Regions from separate parts of the Mus musculus genome. Here region 2 is linked to region 1. Evidence: chromatin contacts called from public promoter capture Hi-C data. All regions are on one chromosome and are shown on one strand. Each heading gives the region's core, a stretch centred on a gene start, on an enhancer-like site or on the middle of the called end of the contact. The rest is flanking DNA. Distances are from core to core; before and after follow the strand shown.

Region 1 (3,797 bases), core at 350-2,849:
ATAATTCAGAACCAGACTACAAGGTAAGAAAAAACACAGAAACAGCTACAATGTTCCCAAGAATCCGCACAAGGTCTTTTTTCAGGCAGATGGTATCTCACATAATATGATATACATGGGTCAGAAAGGGGAGGTAAGAAAACAAAGACCAGCTACAAGGGTGGGCAGGGCGCAGAGGGTGTACATGTACAATGAACTCAGTGTCTTCCGGGGCAAGACACAAAGGTTGCCACGGGGAGAGGCCAGGGCAGCCAAGTCACCCCTCCTCGGAGGGGACAGGCTCCATCATCAGGTTCATCGGTTTTTGAAAATAAAAACAGGACCAGAAACAGTGTCTGTTTGGTTGCTGGTGCTCCCCCACCCCCACAGCAATGCCGAAGTCTGTCCATCCAGTCCCAAGCAAATACAGAGCAATTCCAACCAACACCCATCTCTGAAAAAGGACAAACAGGAGGAAAAAAAAGAAAACCACAACCTCAGCCTGCCCTGCCAGTGCGCACTATGTGAGGAGCTCGGGACCAGAATATGGAGGTCAGGGCTATGGCCCAGATTGTAGTCATCCCGTTGGCGGGGCCTCTCCTCCTTGGCCTGGGCCACTACCCAGCCAGCAGGACTCTTGCCAGGAAACGGTGGGGATCGAAAGACTGGAGGCCCCAGTGGCTTGGCACGAGAGGTCTGGAGAAGAGGCAGCCATCCTGGAACAGTGTGTACGCTGGATCACAGCGATGGTCTCTGTTGGGTGACAGCAGGCTCTGGGTCCTCTGGCCCAGTGTGTTGTGATGGCCAGTCAAGCCAGAGCAAAGCTGACACCTGCATCTCCTCGCCCAGCTTTGCAAACCCCAAGGCCCATGTGGAAAGGGTTGGTTTCTGTTCCTTTTCCCCAAACAGCTTTTGAAATAAACCAGCAATTGCAAACTGTCCAGTTTATTATTATTATTTTAGATGGCTACAACGTCAGTGTGACACTGCACACCTAGACCAGCTTTTCTGGTGGTAGGACTTGGGGACAGACAGCAGGGCTTGTGGGGTTTTCTTCCTTTTTTTTTTTTTTTTTTGGCCTTTTTTTTCTTTTTCCTTTTTTTTCTTTTTCCTTTTTTCCTTTTTTTAAAGAAGAAAGCAAAGAGGTTGATTGGGGTGGGGCATAGGGCTTGCTAGAAGCTTCCATTAAAAAAAAAATTCCCCCAAAGAACACCCCCCACCCCGGGAAAAAAAAAACAAATTTAAAATCCCAGCAACGGTAAAATCCCAAACAAACAAAAAAACCAACAAAAAGTGTCATGTACAGAAAGGTCCTTTTGGGCGGGAAGAAGGTGAGAGTTTTCTGGCCGTTGACTTGAAATATATTTTTGAGTTTTGTCCTTCATGTTTTACGGAATAAAAGTTTGGCCTTTTTATTGCATGAAACTAAAATTGGGGAAGGTGGGGGAGTGAATGGGAGGGTGGAGGGAGCAGGAGATGCCCTCCCCCAGCTCCTGGTATGGACACCTCACTTCTTGCATAATTCTTGGCATCTTCTGCCTGCAATGCTGGCTCCCAGCGTCTCGGAGGGGGTCACACGCTCATCGTCATGCTCGGAGAATACTGCAGGGAAAGCACAGATGAGGATCAGGGGAGGAGGCCATGGACTTGCCAATGGGCCAATAGCCTGCTGAAGGCTTACTGCACAGTGCTGACCCCAGCCAACCTGGTGGCACAATAGGTAGGGACAGGGGAAGGAGGCAGGAGCTAGGTGACACCTATGAGACCAGCTCAGTTCCAGTCCTTGCCAGGAACTCTGGCAGCACAAATGGCCTCTAGTTCTTATCCTTTGGAGTCAGCTCGTTGGGGGAAGCAAGACAGTAGGGTACTGGATTTAGCGAGTCAGGGTTCCTGAAGGTATTGTAGGCTGGGGAAAGTCTGGGACCTTGAAAAATGCTTTCATTAATGAGAATGGACAGAGAAGGCCACATGCCTCAACTCAATCCAGGACTCCCACTCCACACAGTGCCCCTGGAAGGACCAGGGAGCAGAAAACAATGAATGGCTGGGGCTCTGCAGGTGAAAGACAGCTGGCTGACACACAGTCACGGAGCCCTTAGGCCTAAGGGGACCACTGGGACCCAAGGACTAGAGGGGTCAGTATGGCAGGCAGGGGCTTACATTGTCGTTCTGGAAGGAGTGGAGGAAGTTCCCCCCTAGCTCGCCGTCATCGCGAGGGGTGCCTGGAGGATTGCTAATGCCACTTATGTTGTTAGGAGAATTCTGTGGAAGACATGAGCAGGTGAGTCCATATTGCCCAAACCTGACCAAACACACAGGATGACACCGAGGGAGGGGACATCAAGTGCCACTCACTTTTGGAAGTCCATCTATGTCACCTGATCCTAAGAAGGAAGAAGAAACCGAGTCAGCATGGTGGATTGGGGGCTGTGGGGGGCTGTGGGGGGTATGCAGGTGCGTGTTTTCATGTATGTGTGTGTACACGGGTGGAGGTACTCTTGACCTTCCTTTGAGATGGGCTCTTTCACTGAACCTGGATTCAATTTGCTGATTCTACTACAGATTTTCTGTTTCTGCCTCCACAGTGCTAGTATTCTAAGTGTGTGCCACTGAGTTTGTGTGTAAGTGTGTGTCACTGGGTTTGGCTTCTCCATGGGTGCCAGGTCCTCATGTATGACAAACACATCACCACCTAAGCCATTTTCTCGCCCCATCTGCTGTTTTGAACCAGGATCTTGCCCAGCTGAGCCAGGAGAGCCATGCTCACCTCCGTATCCTGAGTGCTCAGAATGAAGACATGCCCAATGTGCCCTGCCTGTTTCGTCTTTCTAAACTGGGGATCTTACCAGGTCCCGTGCATGCTCTAGTGAGTGCCTGAATACTGGACTACACCTTCAGTTCATTTTCTCTTTATTTTGAAACAAGTCCTTACTGTGTGTTATCCAGGCAGGCCTGAAACTTGTGACCTTTAGGACGTGTGTACAAACGCTCCAGTTGCTGGATTGCTCTTCTGTGGGAGCCCTTTCCGCTCTGTGTCTGCACCTGAGTTCACATTATTTACTTGGAGGGGTCACCCCCACCTCCAACCCCCACCACCTGCTTAGGCAGCAGCTTTTGCTCAGGACTTTCTAGGTGCCCAGTCAAGGCCAACAGTGTCCCAGGCCCAGTGACCAGGAGCTAAAGCAGAGGCCGCTGCCTGGGCAGCTGGAGTGTGTGTAGGAGCCGGCTTACCTAGGGATCCATTCATGTGGTGGGGCTCCATGCCGCCCATGCCTCCCATTGGGCCGTCTGAGCCAGGACCCATTGGAAACTGTGGGGTAAGCAGGGCTTGGTTAGTGGACCCAGGCCCTTCGCACCCCTTTTCTGCTTCCCAAATGCCTTCAAAGGCTCAGGCCTCAGGTCCCAGCAGCTTAGCAGAGCACCCAGGATGCTCCAGGCTGATGGGTCTCCCTGTGCAGACTTAAGCACTGGGTGCTGGTTGGGCCTCGGGGCTGAGTGCTGAGTGGAGGAACCCGAGTCTATGTAATAGTCAAAAGAACAAACTCAGAGGGAAAGGAAGCAGGCTAAAGCCACCAGGCTCTGTAACAGCCAGCTCGCCATTTTCCTGGGCCTCCTTACAGGACTTGAACCACTCTGGTGAGGTGCCTGGTTCACTAACCATTGTTGCACAGAAAAGTATGTTGACTACAACACAGGTTAGACCAATTGATTCAAACTTGTCACTGCGTGGGGAGTGCTTTGCATAGTCTCCCGGTGGAGCAGAGAGTGGAACAAGAGCCTGCTATGTGGCTATACCTCAGACATGTTGAGTTTCAGGG
Region 2 (3,797 bases), core at 612-3,111, 92 kb before region 1:
CGTTATCTATATATGTTACATAGCCTCTCTTCTCTTGCTCTCTGATGGTGGTGGTGGTATTTTCTAGACAGGGGTTTCTCTGTGTAGCCTTGGCTGTCTTGGAACTCACTGTGTAGACCAGGCTGGTGGCCTCAAACTCAGAGATCTGCTTACCTCTGCCTCCTGAGTGCTGGGATCAAAGGCACTACCGCCATGATGTCTGAGAACGTGCCATCTTTCTATGCTGTGAGTGTCCAGAGGAGAATAGGATCTTTTGCGCTGGATCCCCCAGATCAGACCTGAGAGAGTAGTGACTGCTGAATGGTGCATATATGAGGGTCCAGCTATCTGAATGTCAAAGCTATCTGAATGTGCGTGTGTGTGTGTGTGTGTGTGTGTGTGTGTGTGTACTTCATTCCCATGGCATGGCTGTGACCTGTTGTGGAAACAGAAGCATGCCCTCTTCCTTTGATAACCACGCCCCCTTTTTATAAAAGCTTCCTTGCACATGAAGCTAAGCAAACCTTAGCATTTGGTAACTAATGGATTTCATCCTGGGTGATAGAAGGAAGACGGGCGTGCAAGCCAGTAAGCAGCACTCCTCCATGGTCTCTGCACCAGCTTCTGCCTCCAGGTTCCTGACTTCCTTTGATGATGAGCAATGATGTGGAAGCCTAAGCCAAATAAACGCTTTCCTCGTCCAAGTTGCTTTGGTCTCGGTGTTTGTCACAGCAATAGAAACTCTTACTGAGCCGGGTGTCGTGGCCACACTAAGTGCCTAAGAAGGGCTGAAGAGAGAGAAATGAACTGGTCTGGGCTGTGACTACAACTCAGTGCTGGAGCCTGTGCCTAGCACGTGTAAGGTTCCCAGTTCAGTGTCCAGCACCAGTCAGTACATAAGTAAATAGGATTCCAATTTGGAAGGATGTTTTACCAGGGGAACTGCAGTGTATTGTGACAGTGATCAAGGAACGCTGAGGACATTGTTGCAGCCTAAAGAACTCTCAGTCTTTGCACTAAGGTTTTTTTATTTTCCCTGTGTGTGTGTGTGTGTGTGTGTGTGTGTGTGTGTGTGTGTGTGTGTGTGTTGGAGTAGGGGTTGCTTAAACTTGACATACCAACATAGCAGAGTGTCTTGGTTAGGATTACTGTTGCTGTGATGAAACACCCTGAATTACAGTTCACTTAGGGAAGCCAAGGCAAGAATTCAAGCAGGGCAGGAACCCAGAGGCAGGAGACACAGAGGCCATGGAGGGGTGCTGCTTACTGGCTTGCCTCCCCTGGCTTGTTCACCCTGCTTTCTTACAGAACCTAGGACCACCAACCCAGAGTGGTACTACCCACAGTGGACTAGGCCTTACCACAAAATAAGAAAATGCTCTACAGCCAGGTGTGGTGGCATATGCCTTTCTTTAATCCCAGCATTTGGGAGGCAGAGGCAGAGGAAGGCAGATCTGAGTGTGAGCCCAGCCTGGTCTACAGAATGAGTTCCAGGACAGCCAGAGCTACACAGAGAAACCCTTTCTTTAAAAAACAAAAAAGGAGGGAGGGAGGAAGGGAGGGCGGGAGAGAGACAGGCAGGCAGGCAGGCAGGCAGGCAGGCCATACGGACTTGCCTGCAGCCTGACCTTCCGCAGACATTTTCAGTTAAAGCTCCCTCCTTCAGATGACTACCTGGTGTTAAATTGACATAAACCAGCAGAGTGATTCCTAGGGAAAGGCAGCCCTGGCTACTAGGAGGTGGGCCTGGAAAAGTGGGCTTGGTTGGAAGTCCCTGACCAGCCACAGAGGCTGCCCTTGATTAGGTCTATGACCTCGGCCTGGCCTGGACCTGGGGCAGATCACCCGCACTGTTAGAGACCCTGTCCGGTTGGCTTCCCCATCCAGACTCAGCCAAGGAGTGTCTCTGCTGAAGGGAAGAATGCTTGAACTCTGGAGTCAGGCTGTGTCCAGCCCTGCCCCTTCAGTTGTGAAACTCCTCCTCAGATGTAAAACGTGATAATCAGTTACGAATATTAAACATGAGCATGATTTATAAACTGCTCTGTAAGCATCCCAGGGTCCAGACCAGCACATCTAAGATGTTATATGAAGTTAAAAGGCACGTTTAAAACAAAGAGGTACGCATCGTCACTCTGATTTATTATCCTTGGGCCCCCGCTTCCTGGTTGGTAAAGCACAGGGCCTGGTGCCGGTTTCCTGTTATAATGGCAAATATTACCACCCGGCAGGGGCTGTGAATGAGGTCCCTGTCACAAAGCACATGGCCTTGTTCCTTAATTGCCAGGGTGGAATTAATTTGCTCTTCCTGTTTCTCTTGTGACAGGAAGTAGATGTCCTTGAATTTCAGTTGATTAATGGAAGCCCCAGAGCAGAGAGCGCCAGCCTCTCTTGCTTTAATCCTTATGCAACGCAAGGCCCTAATTTGATAATTTTGCTGTTTTTCAGATGGATCACCTACTGGTTGAAAATATTGAGCGGGAAACGTTTCATCTCTGCTCCCGGCTCATTAACGGGCCCTACCGGAGGACGGTACGCGCTCTGGTCTTCACATTAAAGCACCGAGCTGAGATCCGGGAGCAGGTGAAGAGCGGAGCGCTGCCGGTCGGCACGTTTGTACAGACCCACAAAAAGTGACCCGGGGACGGGCCCAGCACCGGGCCTCGCGCCACCATTCAAAGCCTCTTTTGAGTTTGGGTGATGCGGATGTTGGCTGTGCTGGATATTCCCATGGTGCCATTCCTTCAGACAGAACGTGGGGAGCCCTGGGAGATAGGCCTGTGGGGGCGGCTTCATTAGCTGCCTTGCGCTGGCGCTGCCTGACGGGATGAACGGGGCTGTCACTGGGAAGTGCCATCCAGTCACCATCACCCAGCACAATGGAAGGGTGACAGGTTTCACTGTGAGCTTGCCAAGGACACCTCTAAACTCCCCCATGTCAGCAGATGAAGTTACCACTTTATTTCGCCACCCTGCAGGTAACTGAAACTCAATTACCGCTGCTCCTCACGCGGTTCCAGCCCCCTGAGTTTAGACAGCTCCGAAGCCTCTCAGAACTCCCGTCTGCTCTCTTTGCTCTACCCCAGGGGTGAGCCCACTGGAGCCTGCGACCAGCCCTGCTTGCCACCGCTCACTTATCTGAGCCTTTCAGCTCTCCCTGGAAGACCTTCGGGGAGGGGCTCCTGAGCCCCCATGCTGAGGCCTCTAATGAGGAGCTGGCCTGAAGCCTCCCTGCACCTCGGGGTTCATTTGAATACAGCCTCTGTTGAAGATGCATAATGAAATTTCTCTTGCAGTGACTTACTGCTGTAAGAAGAAAAATGCATACGTGAAGATTTTCAATGAAATACATCTACATGTGTCTGCTTGGATGATTATGTAAATGGTACTTGCTCTTTAAAAAGTAATAATAAACTGAGATGTACTAAAACAAGAGGCATAGTTTCCCCCATGAAGCATACTACAGAACTGAGCATGATGGCTCCTGCCTGTAATCCCAGCACTCAGGGGTCTGAGACAGAAGGATTGCTATGCGTTTGAGGCCACTTTGGGCTATGTAGCAAGTACCAAACCAGTTGGAGCTATATAACAAGACTCTGTCTCCAAAAGGGGGGTGGGGGCGGGGAGGAGGGGAGGAAAGAGGAGGTTGGAGCAGGAAAAGGGAAAGAGCGTGGACAGAGTAAATGGGGTAGAAAGGAGGCAGCTGGTAAAGTTCATGGTGGGATGAGAACTGGAGGGAGGCCAGGTTGGTGGCACACACCTTTTATCCTAGCACTTTGGAAGCAGAGGCAGACCAGCCTGTTCTACATAGTGAGTTC

Evidence for each region. Capture Hi-C pulls out chosen DNA fragments and counts their contacts.
Region 2: a contact with region 1 is called in a promoter capture Hi-C map of adipose tissue. The contact joins two enhancer-like sites. A contact is called at or near these places in 4 of 39 promoter capture datasets (fetal liver, frontonasal cranial neural crest, hematopoietic stem and progenitor cells and 1 more), 6 of 484 Hi-C or Micro-C datasets (the G1E-ER4 cell line, brown adipocytes, embryonic stem cells and 3 more), 1 of 115 datasets of contacts at active chromatin or transcription factors (embryonic stem cells) and 3 of 9 other capture datasets (adipose tissue, liver and pancreatic islet).

The regions. Positions count from the first base shown.
Region 1 is chr4:107,045,808-107,049,604 of GRCm38.p6, reverse strand. Ssbp3 (single-stranded DNA binding protein 3) reads right to left here. Exons shown (of 18, transcript NM_023672.2): 15 at 3,211-3,289; 16 at 2,335-2,363; 17 at 2,140-2,241; 18 at 1-1,581. The coding sequence ends at 1,552. Among named protein-coding and RNA genes, the nearest start is that of Mrpl37, 19 kb to the left of the region's middle. Within about 2 kb of position 1,599, at least 27 of the 459 cell types and tissues checked have an H3K27ac peak or open chromatin away from gene starts, as enhancers often do. A contact at or near this core is called in adipose tissue, where this site is marked.
Region 2 is chr4:107,138,430-107,142,226 of GRCm38.p6, reverse strand. It overlaps Tceanc2 (transcription elongation factor A (SII) N-terminal and central domain containing 2), which reads left to right. Exons shown (of 5, transcript NM_025617.2): 5 at 2,428-3,797. The coding sequence ends at 2,616. Among named protein-coding and RNA genes, the nearest start is that of Tceanc2, 38 kb to the left of the region's middle. Within about 2 kb of position 1,861, at least 44 of the 459 cell types and tissues checked have an H3K27ac peak or open chromatin away from gene starts, as enhancers often do. A contact at or near this core is called in adipose tissue, where this site is marked.